2 separate regions of the Hordeum vulgare genome follow, and region 2 is linked to region 1. Evidence: chromatin contacts called from public Hi-C data. All regions are on one chromosome and are shown on one strand. Each heading gives the region's core, a stretch centred on a gene start, on an enhancer-like site or on the middle of the called end of the contact. The rest is flanking DNA. Distances are from core to core; before and after follow the strand shown. Region 1 has its middle 140 kb from the start of LOC123403721. Region 2 has its middle 93 kb from the start of LOC123402563.

What was found. Hi-C and Micro-C count contacts between places; a contact is called where the count stands out from the background.
Region 2: a contact with region 1 is called in a Hi-C map of seedling, with 6 times the contacts expected there. The contact joins two enhancer-like sites. A contact is called at or near these places in 4 of 6 Hi-C or Micro-C datasets (leaf and seedling).

The regions. Positions count from the first base shown.
Region 1 is chr6H:485,752,875-485,758,599 of MorexV3_pseudomolecules_assembly, forward strand. No RefSeq gene overlaps it. Among protein-coding and RNA genes, the nearest start is that of LOC123403721, 140 kb to the right of the region's middle. Within about 2 kb of position 2,272, at least 3 of the 3 cell types and tissues checked have open chromatin away from gene starts, as enhancers often do. A contact at or near this core is called in leaf and seedling, where this site is marked.
Region 2 is chr6H:486,184,170-486,190,090 of MorexV3_pseudomolecules_assembly, forward strand. No RefSeq gene overlaps it. Among protein-coding and RNA genes, the nearest start is that of LOC123402563, 93 kb to the right of the region's middle. Within about 2 kb of position 2,587, at least 3 of the 3 cell types and tissues checked have open chromatin away from gene starts, as enhancers often do. A contact at or near this core is called in leaf and seedling, where this site is marked.

The DNA.
Region 1 (5,725 bases), core at 1,022-3,521:
GTACTTTGATGACGATCATGCGAATTAGGACGTTTCTCAGTCAGAATGTTTGTAGAGTTTAGAGAGATCGCATGGGTTCACGCTTTTGTTCAAGATTTCCGTTGCGAGTTGTGTTTGGTGTTTGGCCTTCATGACCTTATCTATGTAAGACTTTATTATAAAGGTCATAAATTTGTGTAAGTCGATATGTGGATGTAAGACTCTTATTATTCAGTTTTTATGTATTTAGTGAGCATTGATCTCTCGAATCACTATACACATGCATTTGATGATCACGACTTATAACTCGGGATCCCAACAACCAGGGAGTGTGTCGTCGCATGCAGCAAGGGGTGGTTGATGCGTCCGAAGTGAATAGTCACTGTTCAGCCTGGACGGCACGAGCAAGCTTTTCGGCCCGCTCGTGGCCCGTTCAGGACCGGACCGTACGGTCTAGGGCCGACAACAAAACAGGCCGGTCTGGGCCCAGGAATCTAGACCGAAAATAGTTCGGTCCGGTCCGGTCTTTAACCGGGCCGAACGAGCGGACCGAAGCCCAACAAGGTCGATCTGCTCGCTAACTCCATGCAGTCTCCCCTCGCTCGATTCCTCCTCCTCTGCTCCTCGCTCGAATAGTCCTCTCCATCGCGACGGTGCCGGCGGCCACTCCCCTCACCGACGCGCGACGACGTGTGACAGCGACGGCAACATCTCGTCCAAGCTGGTTCTCTGGTTCATCGCCGAGCGCCACGAAGGGCAGCCTGACGTAACCTGCTTAGTTCATCTCCCCCGCCGCCTGCCCACTGTCCTCCTTCCCGATGCCCGATGTCCTTGACCCCGCCGTGGCCCGTGGCGCTGCGCCCCGGGAGGAGGGGATCGAGCAGTAGTCTCCCCTCCCTTACTAACTCTGAACGTGAACTCTGAACCTCCCTCTGAACCTGATCCTGGACTCTGAACCTGAACTCTGAACCTGCAAAATCGAGCACTAGTCTCTCTCAGCTATCATTCAGTGCATAAAAATGCTAATTTACAGCTCTACTTGTTCTAAAAAGTTGGCAGCTCAACATATGCCTAAACAGCAGCTAACTAGGACCTAAATTGCAGCTAAATAGAAGCTAAACAGCTGCTGAAAGGAGTGTTGTAATCGGTCCTCACGGTCCTAAAAAGACTGACCGAGCCGGCTGACTTTCGGTTCGTGAAAATACAGACCGCTGGACAGCTCGGTCCGGTCCGGACTGCCGGCGGCCGGTCCAAACGCCGGCTCGGACCGGGACCGGACCGTGTCCAGGCTGAGTCACTGTCCTGCAGATAAACTATACCCTATTAATTTTCTTCACCAAAAATAGTGACCCATACAAACTCACATCACATATGCTTACATGTGTGTGAATCTTCGACTCTAAACTCAGGCATAACCTCAAATACACCACGAAACTGACCACAGATAGCTAAGTCAACTTTTTTTTTTTTGCAGCCAATGGGATTGTGCTAAAACAAGCAGGTTGGCCATGATATGCAAGTTTGAATATCCTGCTACACCTTCACTTGATCTTGGCGGAAGGGGCATATAATAATACGTCACTGATCAAAAGAACAACACATGATACTGAACTTGTACAACTTTACTACCGATCGAGGTTACAATGGGAGTTGCTTGCTACCACTGAAAATGACCAAGAGAACACCGGCCAGCATCAGTATAGCAGCAGTAACTACTCCTAGTTCGCTTACATAATCAGTAGTGCCATTGGCAATACAACGGGCAGCACAGCCAGATTACAAAATGAAAAGATGAAGAACCTAGATGAATGAGCCTTGTGAGTTGTGAGTTCTCATCCCAACTTTCCCTCTTAATAATCACGGATCTGGATGTCAAATACATGGACCATGTTATAATTTTGAACTTAATTATATGAATTTATGATCATCTCAAGGAGCTCAAGTTGGACTGAAACACACTGGATAACTGAACTCCTAAGGTGAGGGGCGAGATCTAGGGGGTGCTGCTGCGATGAACCTCCTGGGGTGGTGGTATTGAACGACCTAGGGGGGGTGGATGTGAACGGACAAAGCGCTCCGGCGGCGGAGCCCCGCCAGGGAGAGATAGTGTGGTGGTGTGTGAGCCGGGGAGATGGGGGTAGTGCGAGATGCAGGAAGTTGGAGCCATGGAACCTAGAGGGAGGGAGGCGGCCGGAGCAGAACGGGTACGCTGTCGGCATTGGTGAGAAGCGCGGCACGGTGCGGGGCGCGCTGGGGTGAGAGGTGCCGCGCGGCACGACGGAACGCTGCAGGTGAGAGAAGCGACGTGGCGCGGTGCGCCGGCCTGCTGGGTGAGAGGGCGGCTCGACGACCCGCGGGATGGACGAGGTCGTCCAAATCGGGGGTTCGCTGGCTGGGCTTCTTTTTCCTTCTTTTTTTTTCCTGTGCATACCTGTTAGGCCTTTGTGGAAACGGAATCGGGCCCTTATAGGAGCGATACTCCAGTCAAGAACACTTTATATTTGAACATTTGACAAATATTAAAACGCGTAAGAGATGTTTATGTTGTATACTAATAAATGTATAAATGTGAATATAAAAATAATAAAATATTTGTGACAACTACAAAATGCCGCACACACACGACGTTCAATCAAATTTATATTTAGTGTAAGAAAATGTTCTATTAATTCAATAATAAACGTACATTCATGAAAATGTATGATTTATTTTAAAAATTCTTCACAAGTTTCGAAAATATGTACGTCACATTTAGGAAAAAAACTATAATTTACAAAACTGTTGCGTAGTTCAAAGATTGCTTTAACATATATTGAGAAAATATTCAAAACAAGGTTTTGGCAAAAAATATTGAAGATGTATTTGTGAAAAATGTTAAACAGAAAAGTTTCGAAAATATTTTTCCCAAACTCATATATTTCGATTTTTTTGAACCGAAAAGAATTATTTTTTAAATAATGAACAAGTTCTGAAATGCAAACATTTTTTAAATTTTGTGAACCAAATTTTGAAACTTAAATTTCTGAAACACTAAAGAAATTTTGCAAACAAGAATATCTTTTTTATATGAAAACGGGGGATATTTTTTTCATCTATGACCAATTCCTTTTTAACTTCGAACAAAATTTTGATAAGGCGATCATTTGTTGTAATTTACAAAAAAATTCTGGAGTATTTGCAAAATCTGTGAAAAAAAATATAAATGAGGACTTTTCTGAACATCTGACCAATTTGTTAAAAGCGCGGACATTTCTAAAAGGAACATGAATATTTTGTAAATTTTTGACCTTATGATAAAACAGTATTTTTAAAGTTTTTAAAAATGCAAACATTTTTTGATCTTACAAAAAATCAACAAAAAAACCTTTGTTGGGGGAAATAAACTTGAAAAAAAGAAACAGGAAAAAGAAGGAATGAGAAATAAGCAAAAAAAATTATTCCAGCAACCTCATAGTAGGCTCCCAAACCCAGTAGAAACCAGCTAAGGATGCTAAATGGGTCGACCCGTTTCATTGCTCGTCCGCTTGCTTTATGATTTTGGGTGACAACTTGAGGAATTCCCCATTTTTTGCCTTTTGGATCAAACTGCTGGCAGTTCGCACAGGCGCGTGACCTAGCAGACCCGCGATGAGCTGACCTGTTTAAGCATTTCAATGTTTCCAGTTTCTTTTGTATTGGGAACTTTTATGAAATCCCTTTACCTGTTTTTGATTAGTTCTGTTTTCTCGGTTCCACTTTTTTTTCATTTTTTTTCCTCATTGTTCCCTTCTTCTTCTTTTTTATTCTATTTCTAATATGGTTTTCTTCTTTTCTTTTCTTTCCTTTCCTTTCATTTTTTCATTTTCAATTTCATTTTCCATTATGTTCAACTTTTGTATGTGTTTTCGAAAAAAAAGTAAGTTTACATAAAAATTATTCAGAACATTAAAAAATGTTCATGCTTTCAAAAATTGCTAAAATGTTCATGTTTCGATTTTCTAGGTGTTTCAAAATATGTTCCCGCTTCAAAATTTGTTCACAAATTTCTCCTTTTTTCAAGTATATTTTTTATTTTGTAAAGTTCATGTTCCTAAAAAAATTTGGAAACATATAAATTTTCATTCTTTAAAAAAAATAAATTTTTTGAAAATGTTCATGTTTCCAAAAACTTTTAAAAAATTCTAAAAACGTTTGCACTTATGAAACTGGGACATCTATTGAATGTCCGGAAAAAATAAAAATATGAACGTTTTTTGCAATTAGCAAACAATTTGTGAAAATGAAAGCATTTTTCTATGCCAGAACATTTTGTGAAATTTTATAAACATTTTGAACAAAAACATTCACAATATTGTTTTAAGAAACAAAAGCATTTTTTAATATCCTAAAGATTTTTTGAATTTATGAAGAAAATTAGAAGACGACAAATTTTGAAATTTGGAACTTTTTAAAAATCAAGAACAGTTTTCGAAATTTAAGAACAATTTTCAAACATAAACTTAGTTTAAAATGTAAAATAAATGTTGAAAATAAAATTCAAAAGAAACAAAAAACGAAAAAAAAAGAAGGAAAAAGTGGCAAAAGGACGCGAGCAGAAACAGAAACGGCCCAGAGTGCCCGTCAAGTGAAGGATGTGTGTGAAACAGCAACAACTTGACACAAAGAGAGTCATATAGAATCTCTCGCAACTTGATGCAATCAGGTCAATTAGAAAATTTCTGAAAAAGACCTTTTGCTCCTTTCGAACCTTTGATCGAACATTTTGAAGACAGAAAGAAGAGAAGAAAGCTTCCGTCAAGGATTTCCTAATAGCCATCAAAATCTTGCTTTCTCTCGATTCCTCCCCTAATGCTACGCGTCTAATGGAAACATTTCCATCCAGATTTCATCAGCAAGCCCATGGATTCACCTCCTCTTTGCCTGTCTCGCCGTCGCCCTGTGGCGGGAAGGGTAATCCCGGTGACTCCGCTCTGGTTAGTAGTTTAAGTTAGGTTCTTTTAGTCCTCACACGTGTGATGCTTGGGCAGATGACGGGGCTTCTTCTTTGAGTTTGTCTTCCGGGTTACGACCTCCCTCGAGTTTGTCATTTTCAACTTAGTCGACGGAGCACCAATGTAGATTGTTGTCGTCTCATTGGGACCGTGCGGTTATGGTATCAACTCTTGTGACGGGATTCGGTGTAAGATGCTTGTGATCTACGCTCAACGTTGACAATTGTAACTCCAAGGTGCTGGTCCTTAGGGGCAAGTGCACGAAGACTTCTTAGTTGTCAACGAGAGGGTTAAGCCGGCTTTGATAGAGGAGCGGCGCATCGGCGACTCGTTTTGGCGGGAGTTGTGGGAGTTTTGTAGTCTCAAAATCATGATGTTATTTTTATTATGTTTGATATGCTTTGTTCTCGAGTGAATCTTTAAAATGGGTTTGATGCTTTTTACAAAAAAAGTAGGTAGGGTTCCGACGTGTTCACCTTCTGAGGCCGGGCATGACCAAGGAAAATATGTCCGCACACAGTGTGATCGAGCGTGTTGGATAATTTGGTGCACCCCCTACACGGATAAGAATTAACTATTCGAATAGTCGTGTCTGTTGGAAATATGCCCTAGAGGCAATAATAAATTGGTTATTATTATATTTCCTTGTTCATGATAATCATTTATTATCCATGCTAGAATTGTATTGATTGGAAACTCGAATACATGTGTGGATACATAGACAACACCCTGTCTCTAGTGAGCCTCTAGTTGACTAGCTCGTTGATCAAAGATGG
Region 2 (5,921 bases), core at 1,337-3,836, 430 kb after region 1:
GCGACGGGCGCTGCACGACCCCTGGTGGTAGCTCGGCACCCTGTGCGTTCCCGATGAGCGGTGGCATCGTCCATGCCGGAGTTGAAGCCAAGGTCGAGAGACGTGAAGACAGCAAGTCCCCCTACCTAGTGCGCCAGATGTCACAGTCCGGGATCTGCGTCCGAGGAACTCTCACAAGAACTAGGATTCAAACACTAGGGGACTTGGCTTGGCAACCTGCAACACGATGGTAAACTCAAGCAAGATCGGCGGCTAGCTCACTCCTCACAGGGAACCATGTGGCGCGCGAGATACCTAGGTTCGGGCCACCGTGTGGTGTAAAACCCTACTCTTGTGTGTGTTGAATTGCTGTGGAGAGCTCGAGCTCCGAATACATGAGGTGTGGGGGAGAATGGGTCTATCGCCTTACATGGAAACGGTCATATCCCCTTTGTCGTCCCTCGGTCCGCTTCCCCAAATATGAGTGGGAAAGGGTGGCCACATGGTGACAATTCAAAGGGGGACAGGACCCCAGGTTTATCCTGACTGAAGGCGGTCTTCGCGTGATAAAGTGGTCATCGTGACGAGCTTGTGAGCTCGGCGATGACCCCCGTCCTGCTGCGTCGATCCGTCGCGATCCTCTTTCACGGAAACGGTAAGCTTTGGGAACCTGCTTTTGGATGGGCAGCGGGTGTTGCACCTTAATCACCAAAGAGGAAATCCTCCATGTCTGCGCCCGCCTAACGCGACCTCTCTCCTTCTCTGTGCAGGTATGTTACGCACATGGCGGATGCGAACCCCCGCGGCTGGCGTCGTACGATTGTATGACATGCTTCGCAAGGCGGCCTCGCGAGGGGAGCCTGCCTCGGCAGGGCTTGATCGAGAGGCAAGGGGCCTTGACAGGCCTGCCCCTCGGGAGGCAGCTCCCTCTAGAGCGGCTCGGGTTGAACCATCTCACATGGGCCGGCCCAGGCATCGCCCTTAGGTCCAGCGACACACGGGTCGTTGTTTCCTGGTTCCCACTGGGCCGACAGTCTCCCATGTCCTACTATTCCTCATCGGAGCCCATAACTCGGGCGACACCGGTTGACGTGAGACCGATGATGGATTCCTCCATGGAGGAGTCGTCGTCCACCACGACACGGTTGCGGCGCCAGCACTGGTTCACCATATGTGACGCCGGAGAATGCGACTCCGCCTCGCCAACCTCCACCGCCACGAATGGCGCCTCCACCTCTTGTGCCCGTTGCCTCGCACGACGGGCACGACACGCCATGTTTGTGTTGGAGGCCGCCCATGCATGGTGCGTCCTCTAGATCGGTGCTCGAACGGAGGTTGCATGCCTGCCACCGCGTTCGAACGCCACACGAACTACATCGCCTTCGGTCCGTGGATCTATCCGTCGATCGTGCGGACACAATTGATTTTTCGACGAAAGGAGTCGAAGGGCTGCATCGGGCGGCCTCCTCCCGGGAGCGGCTAAGCATAAGTCGTACGGTCATCTCCTTCTAGGGGCCGCGTGAGATGAGCTTATGATCAATGGATAGGGAGGTGCATGACTCTGAGCCTCTGTCCGTCATGCTAGCAAAAGCCGGAGATCGCCGGATGGGAGTTTGGTACGGTGGTGGAGTGGACTCACTAGGGTTTTGTGTGGTGAGGGAATCAAGATGAATATATGTGTGGTTGGGTGGCGTGGACCGGATCCGACGTGACGGATGAACCCGGGCACCCCAATCCTTCCCGATATCCATCCCATATCGGGGTCAGATATGAGGGGTGTCACTGGGACTAACGTTTGAGGCCAGGTTAAAGCAATTGTTGGGTCGTATTTTCATGACCGGTAAGTGAGTGATCAAGTCATTTGGCGAGGCATATGAGACGGGTTTGAGGCGTTTGAATGTTGATGGTCTCACGCAAACAATTGGCGTTGGATGGGTGCATGCTGTGGTCATCAACATGTAGCAACTTTGGTCGTTGTCCGGCCAGTGTGAGGAGCATGAATCAGGGCGTACGTACTTGGCTGCTAATGCGATCCAACTCTGACGTCTCACAGAATTGGCACCCATCGACCAGGCTGAACGCCAAACAAGTGGAACTGGATTATCCAGAGCTAATTTTACACCGACGGGGCAATCAGCCGGTACAATGATTCTTATCTAAGAAGAAAGATGACCGGAGCAGGTCCAGACAGGAGCCTGTCGCTGTACTGGTGGTTAATTTGTTAGGTCAAACGGCCACATACACTGGGTGCTTGTCGACGCGAACCCGTCCATCGCCGGTGCTAGATCGATCGAGATCGAGCAGTACTGCTTAAGCAACCAGTGGTAGATCATGCAGCAGTAGCACTAGGCTCAATGACTGTTTGGTGAATCTGGGGTCTGTGACCAGTGAAGAATAGCGCTGTACGACGTCCCTTGTGTTGTGATGATGCATGCCGACTCGGTGAAACTAACCAAGATTAATTAGGGCCTCGTCGTGATGGGCCGGCACTGACGGCGCCCGCTCACCTACCTAGAGCTAGAGGCGGTGAATTCAGGAGCAACGGTGCAGGTTTAGGTTGTACTAAAGGGGGTACGTCAGAGCAGCTATAGGGGGGGAGGCAAACAGCAAGAGGCGATAGCGTGACAGGAAACTGAACGGACAGCGCGGTAGGGCGCGGCGGGAGGCCATCTACATCCTCACCCGTCGCTCTCGTACGTAGATCCCCGGAGACACGCGTGAATCGCCGTGCCAGCGACGCCACGGCCGGCCGCGGAGGTCTCCTCCTTCCACAGATCGATGCTCGACTATACACACATCTCGCCTGTGCAGTTGGTTTCTAAGGTGTCTGTGACAGGGTTTCTTAGTTCTTACAACCAACGAGCTGTTCACCGAAAACTCAGCCTGTTACGGGAAGCAGGTGGCCGGTGTGGAGTGTATTATTTCATGCCGCAACGCTCAACGGCGAAGCCCACGTGCCGCCCTTGCTGTCGTGCCTAACAAACTTCTATTGCCGGCCCGTCTTAATGCTCGGCTCCCGGGGGCACCACGCACCGGCCGCCCCCGCGACGGTGCGTGTTGGGCGAGTAGTTCGTGCTCGGATACACGGATCGATCGCGTAGGTGATATGCATGCGTCGCGCGCCAGTTGCAGCTCCGGCGAGGGGGACGGGGCCCAAGATTGAGACTGAGATATATGCGGTCGTGGCCCTCGTGGGGACTCGGGGAGATAAGAGGGGCGGCCAAGCCAAGCTCGGCCTTTTGCCTTTTGGAGTTCAATGGCGATTCGCCGTGGTCCTCTCGTCCAGTCGTGGCCTAATTACTTGCCTCTCGTGGCGCATCCTGAAAGTGAGAGGTGCCCTTGTGGTTATGCCGTTATGGTCCTCACTAGCTAAGCCGCGGCTACCCATGGTATGCCGTACGTGCAGCGATGCAGCTCCTCGAGTGCTTATCTTTGCTAGCTACGACGTCCAAAACTACATCCAAAACTCTGATTTTCTCTGGCATAAAAACAGATGACTTTGTCTATAAATATTCATTCGAATGAGCTGAAAACAGCCGGGATTACGGGCCAAATCGTGCGAGTTTTTGTCCCCCTCGCGTCAAACTCGAAAACGTAACTGACGCGCGTACGTTGCCGTCTTCAGGGCTCACTTATCAGTAGTAGTTATTATTTTATGCCCTTGGGCACAGGGAAGTGATCGCTAGCTAGCTAATGACCCGGAGATTTCATTGCGACGAGAAGAACCTTACAGGTGCAAGCCACCAAATTGGCATATCCCTGGTGGCACGGGATTTGTTTGTCACGGCTGGCCTCACACTCGTCCATCCATGCATGCCTGTCCACCGTATAGGCCCCATAGCGTCAAAGGGATAGCAAGAATATCAAGGCAGGGAGGTGCCAAAATGACGGGCGGTGCTTGAGGGCTACTCACGACCTTCTGGTAAGCCTAGAGAGTAGAGAGGAGAATCGTTAGGACCCTGTCCCGTCCATGGTGTCATCTCTCCAACCAAACAGCGTGTGCGTGAATGGACGCGCATGGCCTGTGCATGAGCGGACGTGGGGGGAGTCGATATGCCAGAGACAAGTTGCGATCGCCAAGAAGAATCCTGAGATGGAACGCACGAAGGACGACCGGCCTAGGCTAGGCGCGCGCAGAAGCAGAACCGGACGTGCATGGATGGCATTTTGTTCTTGTTCTCTTCCCACTGTTTGTTCGATTCCGCGGCTGCTGCTGTTCGCGCGCGTACGTCTGGACCGGGATTCGTGGGAGGAATGGAGGCTACTGTGGGCGCCGAGGCGATATCATATCGCTATATCAGCAGGGCCGACCGACCCTTATCTTCTAGCCGGGGACTTTGGTTTGGCTGATCGGGCTAGCTTAGCTAGGCCCCTCCGCTTGATGCTTCTTGAGGAAACGAATCGAGCATCGGCATGCATGGAATAGTTTGGAAAGAGGTGACTGGTTTTGTGCAATCCCACTGAGACTGAGAGAAGCTTCTTCTGAATTGCGTGTAGGGATGGACACCTTTTTCGCTGAGCACCGAACGTTACTTCCATAAACTGAAACTACGGTGTAATTTTCATGGATTTCTGCACAGTACGTGCCACATGTAGTACGATGATGAACTTGCATTTCGGGGGGTGGAATGATGAACTTTTCTCTCCTTCTCTCTGAGAAAAAGTGTAGACAGCTTTTTATGGTTATTTTTAAGGCAAACGCTTCCACCCAGCGCGCCGGCCGAATCGTTCGGTCCGTCGCGCACGGACCGCGCGCCTCGCTGGCAGGTATATGCAACATTTTTTCGTTAAATTTGTTGCAACCATATGTTATTTTGATATAAATGTTTTTCATGCAGCTTTTTTTCTCGTGCAAATTTGCTGCAACCAGCGTTTATATTTGCTACAAGCGTTTTTTATTTGCTACATTTATTCAGTAAAAAAGCTGCATATACGTTTGGTTGCAACTCGAGTTTATTGGATTTTTGCTACAACCGGCGTTTTGACTTTTGCTACAGCCGTGTTATTTTTTGCTACAACCGACATCATTTTTTTGCTGTAACCGTTCACTAAAAAAGTTGCGTACACGTCACGTAGATATTTTGCTACAACCGGCGTTTGACTTTTGCTACCACGCATCATCTTCTTCGTTTTTTTGCTACGATCACGTAGATATATTTTTTTGCTATAATTTTTTTTTGCAACCCTTGACGAAAAATGCTGCATAGCATCAAAATTTGTTGCATCAATGAAAAAATGTTGCATGGAGATCTAACGGCGCGACCCGCCTACAGCTGGCAGATCGGGCGGCCGGTGTGCCGGCGCAGAGCATCGCCCTATTTTTAAACCGAGTGCGGAGATCTATCAGCGAGAAAGAATTGCGAGTTATCGCGTTCACAAACTTCAACCCAACTCCTAGCGGTGCTACGCGGGAGCTCCTAGTTAGCGCCTTAAGCGCCGGCTAGGAGAACTCGCGCCCACGAGTCGAGGGAATTGGGCCGGCCCAGTTTCACGCACACTTTCGTACAAGAAGTACCAAAAAGCAAAAAAAATAAAAAGTGAACATGAAAAAGTTCATAAAAATGAAAAAATGTTCGTAATTTTTTGTAAAAGGTTCACACATTTGAAAATTTCAAAGTGATCTGAAAAAAGGATTCATATTATTTTAAAACAATTCACGGATTTTGAAAAAATAGTTCATGAATCTGAAAAAAGTTCATGAAATTTGGAAAAAAATCATAAAATTTGAAAATAAAATCATCAAATTTTGAAAAAGTTTATAAATTTTCAAAAAGGTTCATGGAATTTTTAAGTAAGTTCATCAAATTTGAAAAAAGTGCATCAAATTTTGAAATAAATTCATCAAATTTGAAAAGAGTTCACCACATGTGAGAAAAGTTCATCTAAATTTTTTAATAAGAAAAATCATAAATTTTGAATAGAATACGAATTTTGAAAAGTTT